Regions from separate parts of the Gossypium hirsutum genome. Here regions 1 and 3 are each linked to region 2. The links are chromatin contacts, called in public Hi-C maps. All regions are on one chromosome and are shown on one strand. Each heading gives the region's core, a stretch centred on a gene start, on an enhancer-like site or on the middle of the called end of the contact. The rest is flanking DNA. Distances are from core to core; before and after follow the strand shown.

The links. A called contact is a pair of places that touch in the nucleus more often than the background predicts.
Region 1: a contact with region 2 is called in a Hi-C map of leaf, with 1.7 times the contacts expected there. The contact joins the promoter of LOC107892277 here to the promoter of LOC107892281 in region 2. A contact is called at or near these places in 2 of 34 Hi-C or Micro-C datasets (both in leaf).
Region 3: a contact with region 2 is called in a Hi-C map of leaf, with 2.1 times the contacts expected there. The contact joins the enhancer-like site here to the promoter of LOC107892281 in region 2. A contact is called at or near these places in 2 of 34 Hi-C or Micro-C datasets (both in leaf).

What each region holds. Positions count from the first base shown.
Region 1 is chrD09:8,627,091-8,630,467 of Gossypium_hirsutum_v2.1, reverse strand. LOC107892277 (DNA (cytosine-5)-methyltransferase DRM1) reads right to left here and starts at 1,865. Exons shown (of 12, transcript XM_016817310.2): 1 at 1,685-1,865; 2 at 1,411-1,454; 3 at 1,075-1,212; 4 at 518-617; 5 at 396-442; 6 at 137-236; 7 at 12-58. The coding sequence starts at 1,413.
Region 2 is chrD09:8,433,788-8,437,092 of Gossypium_hirsutum_v2.1, reverse strand. LOC107892281 reads right to left here and starts at 1,901. Exons shown (of 2, transcript XM_016817314.2): 1 at 1,528-1,901.
Region 3 is chrD09:8,598,464-8,601,840 of Gossypium_hirsutum_v2.1, reverse strand. No RefSeq gene overlaps it. Among protein-coding and RNA genes, the nearest start is that of LOC107892277, 28 kb to the left of the region's middle. Within about 2 kb of position 1,385, at least 9 of the 9 cell types and tissues checked have an H3K27ac peak or open chromatin away from gene starts, as enhancers often do. A contact at or near this core is called in leaf, where this site is marked.

The DNA of each region.
Region 1 (3,377 bases), core at 616-3,115, 190 kb before region 2:
GTACAGCTTACCGAATATGTCAATAGAGTCTCCAATATGGTATCTGTATTCCCCTCTCCTGAAAATATAGACATGACCACAGATAAAGCAATAGAGGTCAAAAGTGATGTCTAATAAAATGAGAAAGGACTATTACCATTTTCTTGAACCGCTTTGAGAACCATTTCTTCAGAGAATCCCATCCCAACAAAATGATCAATCAACTTGGAATTGGAAGAACTAGCCAACGAGCTTGCCTGCATGCGAAAAAGAGAAATCAAGAACTTATTATGAAATCTGCACACTAACACGTCAGTAATTTAACAGTAACAGTTCCACCACAAAAGCCGCAGCAGCTCTCTATCATCAAGGGGTGTGTAACTAATAAGCATCTTTAAATAGGATGTACAACTCACAGAATACTGAAGGAGAGCTTCAAGTATCAAATTTGAATTCTCCTCTCCTGGACAATAGGAAAGCAGGATTATAAAAGAGTTAAAAACTTGTGCTCTAAGTAGTAAAGACCTAGAAGCTTTACCATTTTCCTCAATTGCTTTCGTAACAAGTTCCTGGGAGAACCCCATCCCAACAAAATGATCAATTAACTTGGAATTCGGAGAATCTGCAGACGAGCTCACCTTGAGACAATAAAAGTTAACCGTGAGTTCGTTTTGACATTAATTTGTCCCTTAGCTATTATATGCCAGGAAAAAGATATATGTAAGTACAAGAGAGAAGATTAATTGTTTGCAAACACAGGTATTTGAATAACTGGGATAGACACAAAAGTAAAAAGGCTTGATCTTAGTGAATGCATACATATTCATTGCTATGGAGGCTAATCAATGAAATTTAAGCCAGGGACATTGGTAATGTCATCAACTAAATAAAGCAGTGCATGAAAGGGAGATGCGAAACTACAGTGACCTCCAGAGAAAATTCCCATAGGAACTCATCAATTAATATCTATAATGTTTCTTTGGAAATTAAAAATGAAAGAAAACTTCATCGTAGATAATTTTCATAATCATTAAAACGATTTGCATGTTAAAATTTCCAGAATGCCATGTGATGCAATTATGCATGGGCAAGTACCTCTGCTGTGCCTAAAACAGCTTCCCCATTGGTAAGTGACACTCCTGAGCGAGAGGCGATTGCATAATTATCAATTTCCAGCTCATCTTCGGTATCCCAGTCAAAATTATCAGCATCACCACCAGAACCATTTTGATCCTACAAAAATTACAAAACCACACACACATTCATAATATCAAATACAATATATATAAGATTAAATAACTAAAGAATTTTCATTTCTTTTAGCCAACTGACAGCCTAGTGCACAAATGAGAATTTTTAGAAAAATACAGGAAGAATATTACGACGACACATAACATTAAGGAATAAAAAAGTAATAGAACTTGACAGTACCATTTTCCTTGAGCTATAGTACAGCCCAAGAACAGTTTCTTAACCTGTAAAAGAAACAATGAAAACTTATCAGAACTCCGTTACCCGGACTCGGCAATTAGGGGTGCCGTACCAGTGTCGACACGATCCGACACGGATTTCCGACACTGAATACGAGATCAGATCCGGCGGAAACCGACGGACACGGCAGCGGGAGAACTGAGAGGAGAAGAAAAAAACAGGAGGAGAAAAAGGAAAGAGAATGGAGGAAAAGACAAAGAAAGAAGAAGGATACACGGCAGCAGCGGCGATCGTCGACGAGTTCTGACAAAGAAGTTACCGGTGGAGGAAAAGAAATAAAATATACATAGGGGAAGCCCCAACGGCGGTAACGGAGAAGAAGAGGAAACGAGGAGCTGTGGGTTCAGTTTTCACAGGGTTTTTCAATTTTTTTCTATAATGATATTGTGTTTGAAAAGTCACCTATGTAATTATTTATAAATTTTTATAATAATTTATTGAAAAAATATGAAAAAATATATTTAATTAGAAAAAAAGTGTTATAATTCTTTATTTATAAAAATATTATATTATTTCTTTTTATATTATAAATAAAAAGGGAATCGGAATTCTTGAGGGGCAGTGAAAAGTAAAGTAGATTAATAAATAAATAAAATCTAACGCAGTTAAAATTTGCAGCAGTTTTCCGTTTTCCTCTGTAGGTAGCATGGAATAATCGTGCCACTGCGAGGTCGTTGGAGTTCAGTTATAAACTAGTTATCCTTCTAATTAAATTAAGTTGTTTTAAATTTAAATTCAAAATTTTTTTAAAAAAGTGAACACCCAATCAATAAATTAAAATTTATGTTTATTTTTATAAATTGTATTGATAATTCAAATTCAAATTAATTATCAAAATTCATGACGATAGATAATTACTTAATTTTAAAAATACTATTAAATTATCTAATATATATTACTTTTCATACACACGCATGTGAGATTATCATTTCCCCACTTTAGTTGAGAGTTGACGAGACCGTATAGATGGAAGTGAAAGTATCGAATCTCGGGCCTGTTTGGCTGTTGAATTGAAATTATTGGACGCCATGGACGCTATTTGATTTTTAAAAACTCCAATTTTTGAACTTAAAACTTATTATTTGTTTATGTTAATATTTTTTATGTTTTACATAAAAATTTTCCACAACTGTCCTAATTTAATGCTAGTTTAATAATGCTTTTAAAAAATATTTTTGAGAAATGGTTTGAAAATTTTGGTTTGGTATTGTTATTAAAAAATACTTTTCAGAAATAAAATATCTATTTTAGATATGGTATTATCGAGTAACAGATATGCATTTAAATCATGTTTAAATTAGTTAGTATTATTATATTTTAATAAGAATATAAAAAATAATTTATTATAACTTGTGGTTAATATTTTAATATATGAAATATAAATTTTAAATATTTTTAAGCAATAAATATTAATTATTTATAAAATTTAATTAGAATATATAAATTATATTGTGAATATTTAAATAAAACTATTTAATATTAACACATTTTTATTATTTTAAAAAAAGAATTTATTTTAATTAATGAATTTAACATATGTGAAATTAAGTACCAAGAAAAAAAGAAGAAGGAAAAGTAATATGTTGTTGGAGGGGTGAAAAAATAATTAAGCACCAAAAATACTTTTAGGATAAAAAATGCTTTTCAAATGTGCTTTTTAAAAAGTCAAAAATTTCAATCAAAGGTAACTTGTTTAGCATAGTTTTTTTTTTCAAAAATGTTTTTCAAGCTAAAAATATTTTTTTAAGTATTACTAAACAAGCTCTTAGTCAAGGACAAAGACATAAAAAAATTTTTAGGGAAGTCGAAATTATATTTTAATTTTTACGATAATAAAAATGTAATTTCATCATTTGAATACATCTTTATATTTTTAAAATGATTAAATAGAAATTTTATCATTTTTA
Region 2 (3,305 bases), core at 652-3,151:
ATAAAAATAAAAAACTTTTGTTTAGTACTTTCAAAGTTTCGCCCGTGAACAAGATTACACATGTAAAATATCCTAAAAAATAAAGAGTTGATGAGTAAGAAAAGGGATAAATTAGTCCTTTTATCTATTTTCATTTAGATTTGACCATTCATACATTACGTCGTATTTTATGGGGTTATAATGAGTTACACAAAATGTATAATATGAAGCAAAAAGAAAGACAGAAATGTGAATATGAAATGGAAGTGTTATAGAAGTAGATGACATGATGGAAGGGGGAAGAGTTTGAAAAAGGAAAAGTGACTAAGACGAGACAACGAAGACAGTGAAGCGACACCGTTTGCATGGAAAGCAAAATGCTTAAATTTTCCTTTTTGGAATATAATTATAAAATAATAAAATGTCTTGTTATCATAACTGTTTTAAGCTTGATTCAGTCACCCATTTTCATGAATAGACTTTTCATCTTCCTAATGCTTTCTACCTTTTTTAAGTGCATTATCACCTCTCATTTTATTTCTCTTTTTTTTTTAAAAAAAAATACATACACTAACATCTATATACTAGACATTCATGTATATATATCACGTCAATAAAATTCATGTTAATTTTTAAGATAATTTTACAAAAAATCAAATTTCAAAAGTTAAAAGACGAAAACTTAGTGGAAGGCTAAAACGATTTTTTCCGAATCCAAAAAAAAAACATTATAGTAGGTAAGTTTTTTTAGTAATTTTACTAAGTGTTATTGAGTTAAGTAACATCAACTTAAATAGTATAAATGTAGGTTTAAAAATAATGAATAATGAAACAAATTAATTTAAATTGTGAGTAAAATAAAATTTAAACACACAAATTCACAATATTAGGAGTATTTAATGCATTTAAATTATTTCTAAAGTTAGTATCGAGTTGACACATTAGCAATATGTACAAACAAGGTGTGTGAAACAATTTATGTAATAATATTGAATTATATAAAAATATTAAAATAAACATTTAATTGCAGCGATAAAAAATTTTATAGATGATAGTATCATTGGTTCAAATCTAAACATTTGTAAATTTTTTATTGGTTTTCTAAAATAAAGAAAAAAATATCATCATAATATATATATTTGCATGTAATGCACTGTATATTAAAAAAAATTAATGGGGGCATTTCGAAGTCTGGGTCTTATGTGATTCAAAAAACTTATTTTTTAAATATGTATATTTTTAAAATTCGAAATTTAATAAATTTTAAAGTTGAAATTTCAGTATCCGTAATTTTTACCAGCTATATGAACTCTAAAACAAGAAAACTTTTGCAGTAATGGTTATGATGGGATCCAGTCAATCATTATCAACAAAGAACATGAAAATGCAAAAAGAAAGTCACAGTTTTGATTCATGAAAACCCTAATGTCATTTGTAAAATGAAAAAAAAAATCAACCTTTACCTTCCTATATTTGATACTACTATCATTGTCATTTATATATATGAACTATGGGAAATAAATAAGTAGTAGAAAAGAAATTTCTTACCTTTACTTGGGCTGAACTAGCTAGCTGGTTCTTCTTGTTGTTGTTTCTTTCTATGGAAACTTTGAAGGTTTTTTTTCCCGGGAAAATATTGCTGAGACTTTTCTTGAGAAAAAAAAAAAGAGTTTGGGAAGTATGGTTGACTAGTTTTGTTTGACCGTAAAAGCTTTGATCTGATCTCAAAATGGTAACGAGATTTAAACTGTTGCTTCACTAACATTTTCCAATGAAAGGGAATCTGTGGTGTTGTGGATTCTGGGTTTTTATTTGTTTAATAACTGGGGAAAAATAAAAAAACTTTCTTAAAAACAGTAAAAACAATTTGTTTATGCAGAAAACAATGAAGGGAGAAGCATTAAAAAAGAAAGAAGTTTGCTTAGAACAGCGTGAGCTCAGATTAGAGATCTGCTAATTTATATATATATATATTCTTTTGTTTTTGATGAGTCCCGATGACAGCGAATATAGGAAATTGTCCTTTTTTCTTTTACTCTTTATTAACCTATTTTCCCACTTCTAACCTAACCAGTTTCAGGGGTAAGTAAAATTCGATTCAATTTAAAAATTTTAATAAAATATTTAAGTTTTAAATTAAATAGTTCGAGTTATTTGAATTAATCAAATTATTCGAATTAACTCGAATGAAAAATTAAGTTTTTCGGTTTAACTCGAATGTAAATTACACAATTCAAGTTATTCGAAAATCCGAATAAAAAAAATCAAAACTAGGTCGTTTTGATAAATGTTCACCTTTTTAAAGTTAAAAGGTAAAATTATCTCATTTTGATAAATATTTACTCATTAAATTAGTTCAATAATCTTGTACTTTGTCTACTAGCTAAATAAGCGGTCCATGTAAACGTAATATTGAGTATAAATAATATAATTCGTTAATTCGACTCAACTTGACTCGATTCCATTTGATTCGAAAAAAGTTCAAATTGAGTTTGGTTGCTAAAATAGGATTCGTCAACTCGACTAACTCGAAATTTTTTGACTCAATTCGACTTGACTCGATCGGATACTCACCCCTATCCCTTGTATTGTATTTACATATTTTTTATTATATAAAATTTATGTTTAAATTACTTTTATATTTTTATGAAATATATCTTAGACATCTTGGCCTCTCTAGATTTCTCATTTTCCTCCTAAATTTTTTATGAAATTACATGTTAGTATAACGGTGAAATTGCGCTTCAATCCCCAATAATTTATGATTCATCTCTGCCCTTAAAGCAATTTTTTGGTTTTATCCCTAACCCAATGTGCAATGTCATACATGAACTTTGATTTTGTACAGTTTTATACATGAAATTTTGATTTAATTCAATTTTTAAAAATCACTAACAACATTATCAAATTAGTATTATTTTACGTTAATATATTGCACACACAAACTATGAAATTAATCCAATATGAAAATAAATGTATGTATTCATTTTTTTAACTGGGTAAAATTAAATTAAAATTAAAATTTTATGCATAATATGAACTACACAATAAAACAAAATTTATATATAAATTTAATATCTATTCGTATACATCTTCAAACATTTGTATATTCATATGAAATTTGTGTGTTTTTTTTTTTCAATTTCATTTTATATATTTGCATTTTCATAATCAAACAAGCAAAGGGGGAAAATAGTAAAATATTTTCTTGGATTGGAACTTTTTTGCATGAGTCATGCATACACGTGAGAGGAGGGGACACGCACGTGCACCCACCTGCACATTAAAGCTCTTTTTGGATTAAAGAAAGATTGAGAACCATATTG
Region 3 (3,377 bases), core at 136-2,635, 170 kb before region 2:
AGAAAAATAAAATGTATAAGTATATATACATAGGTAAATCGTGAAAATTCGCATACGTATATATTCAAACACATATATAGGTGCAATATATATAAAATAATAGAATATGTAAAATAATAAAATATTTACAATGATTTTTTTAAAAAAAAAACGGGTACATAAATATATTAAAAGCATGCACATGTTATAAAACATATATATATAAAGTATAAAAAAAATTAGGAAAGTAAAAAAAATAAAAATAGAAAGAGTATGTATATATATAATATATGCGTTAAAAGCTTAGAAGATATATATATAGAAAGCATGCGTATGTATAGGAATAGAAAATATAACCGTAATAATGATAGTAAATAATATGGTAATGATAATCCAATGCCAAATAATATATAGGAAAAAAAAATCGGTGAAGAATCAAATTGAAAAATAAACAGAATTTAAGGGCCAAATTTAAAAAAATGGAAAACACCAGAAAGGGTCAAATCGATACGTGCGTCATGAGAGGAGGGCTCAAAAAAACAATATCCCCATACTGGCCTAACGACGTCGTTTTAACGAGCTCCGTGTGCCTGGTCTATGGGTCGAATTGAAATATGAGCGAAATTTTGTGGCGAAATTGAAAATACATGAAATATCGCTTTAAAATCAAAATAAAGGAGGAGGGGTCAAACGCGAAAATACCCCATTGAATGCCAGAACGCGCGGACCCTGCTTGCGGGTAGGGTCGACGCGCGGGTCTGGCCTTCCAAACGGCACCGTTTTGTTTTTAATATTAAAGCTAAATTTTTTTTTTCAAAAACACAGCCTTATTTCATTTTTTCTTTTTCCTTAAAACAAACAGAGGGAAAAGGGGACTGCTCTGCTAGGTTTTTCTTAACCTAGCCCCCCCAAGCCGCCGCCAGTTCTTCAATCGCCGCCGCGACTTCACCAGAACCAGTGGTAAGGGTTGAGCGATATTGATTTTTGCTCTAAACCCTCCTCAAGCCGACCCAAAGGCAAGGATATTTCTTCCTTTTTTGTTTTAACACTAGTTTAAAAAGAGAATAGATAAAATAGAAAGAACTTAAGAACAAAAAAACACCTTTGATTTTCTTTTTCTGTTCTCTTTTTTGTATCTTTTTTACACTGAATCCCCCCCTCCCATTACATATTCGATAACGGCTTTAAATAGCCGAAAATGAGGAAAAAACGAACCCAAATCCAAAGAAATCTATCCTGTTTTTTCGTTGGCATATTGTTGTTCTGTTCCCTTTTCTTTGTTGTTCTGTTTTGCGTTTGTTGCTGCAGGTAATGCTGGCGTACGGAACGGCGCACGATGGGGAGGGTCGTGGTGCGTGATTCGCGGCGGCGTGCAATGGTGAGAGGCGGCAGCGTTGAAGCAAATAGGCTCCTAGGGTTTCTGCTATTTTGTTTTTGTGTGGGCTAGGTTTAGTGGGTTGGGTCTAGTATTTAGGCTGCTTGTTGGGCTTTGTAAAAAAATTGGACTTCATTTATTTATTTGGTTTATGCATGCGGGCCCGGGCTAATTGGGCCTGCTACATTGGTAACATACATTGCATTCCTAATGAGAAAATGTAAATTCGAATTTTAAAGACAATATTATTGAGATGAGTAACTACAAATCTGAACATAAATTGTAAAACAGATTAAAGGATAATAAAATTAATTTATTAAACTATTTAAAAAGAAAAAAATTATGAAAGTAATAAAAAATGATATAAATAGTATATTCAATTAAAAATTTAATATTATTTCACCAAGTATAACAAATAGACATTCTAATTTACGTAAGCTAAATCACACTGTCAAGTTTTTTTCATTAAATTTTATTTGGATGGAATGTAAAGATACATTATAATTTTAGAGACGATATTTTACTAAAAAAAGGGGTCTATATATTTCCAACATTATTAATGGAAATGGACCACTTAAAACATTATTTATTGAAATAGTCCAAAAAACATAAAACGTGTCTACGTGGGAGTGTTTTTAGGAAAAATGCCGAAAAATGCGCTGACGGAGATGCGCTTTACCCGTGTTAACAAAAATGCGTTCTTAAGTAATGTTGAATGTGAAATATGTGTATATATAGACTCATGAATATGTTTGCAGCTTATTTCTAGACAATGTGGGATTCCTTCATCTTTAACTAACAATATAAAATTAAATGCTACAATGTATTTTATAGTTTTTTACTTATAGAGTTTAATTTTTTTATTACAAAAAGTTAACATTTGTTGCATTATAAATAAAATTTTTAAACTCTATAAGTAAAAAAAAATATAAAAATTAAAATGAGTATAGTAAAATATTTAAAAAATTACTAATAGTCGAGTGATCATTTTGTAAGTTTTTATAATTTGATATCCAAAAAAGCATAGTTAAGTGACTACTAATTAATTTAATCTAGATATAAAAATATGAAAAATCATTATTATATTTTTTGTATATTATATAATTCTATAAAAAATGTATTTAACATAATTATATACTATGTTTAAATAGATTATCTATCTAGTCAAAATACATCTGAAATAAATGTATCAACATTTATTAGGTGATGAAAATTAAATTAAAATTAGGATTAAAAAATTAATGAGTATAGTAAAATATTTTAAAAAATAAATATTTTAAAAAAAGAGATATCAATTTTTTAAAATTACAAAAAACATACTATTTGAGTACAAAATACTCACCATTTATTTATTAATCAAATATTCATATTATAAAATAAAATAAATAATAAAAAATAAAATTATAACTTCTAAATTGAAATAATGAAAAATTATTTTAAAAATTAGAATTGCATGGGTATTAACTTCAAACAATTAAAATTGATTAGAAGATTACTGCATGTACAAGTTTCATATGTGCAATTTGTTTTTTTTAATAGTCCTTTTGTATATGCTAACAATTCTAAAATGCAACAAGATTAAAGATCTCAAAAGATAAATTTATAATATGAGAAAATGTTAACAAAATATAAAAAATATAAAATATAGTGTAGTCTTTAATCTTATGTTGTTAGTTAAAAGAGGAAGGAATCGCATATTGTTTAGGAACAAGTTGCAAGCCTATTCATGACTCTATATATACAGATATCTCACATCCCATATTTTGTTTTGTAAATTTTATTTTCTTATTAATTGGTGGCACCTTGAAATAAAAAAAAAAATGGTGTTGCCACTTTGGGTCTTTATAAAGGCTTATTTTCGTAAATTTTAAAAAAAAGGTTTATTTTTGTAATATTTAAAAAAAATGACCTTTTTTTTGAAGATTTAGTCTGAGCACGGGGTAAAGTGTGCCCTCGTCAGGGCGCTTTTGCTTTCACGGGGTAAAACGCGTCCCCGTCAGCGCGTTTTTCTATGTTTTCCTCT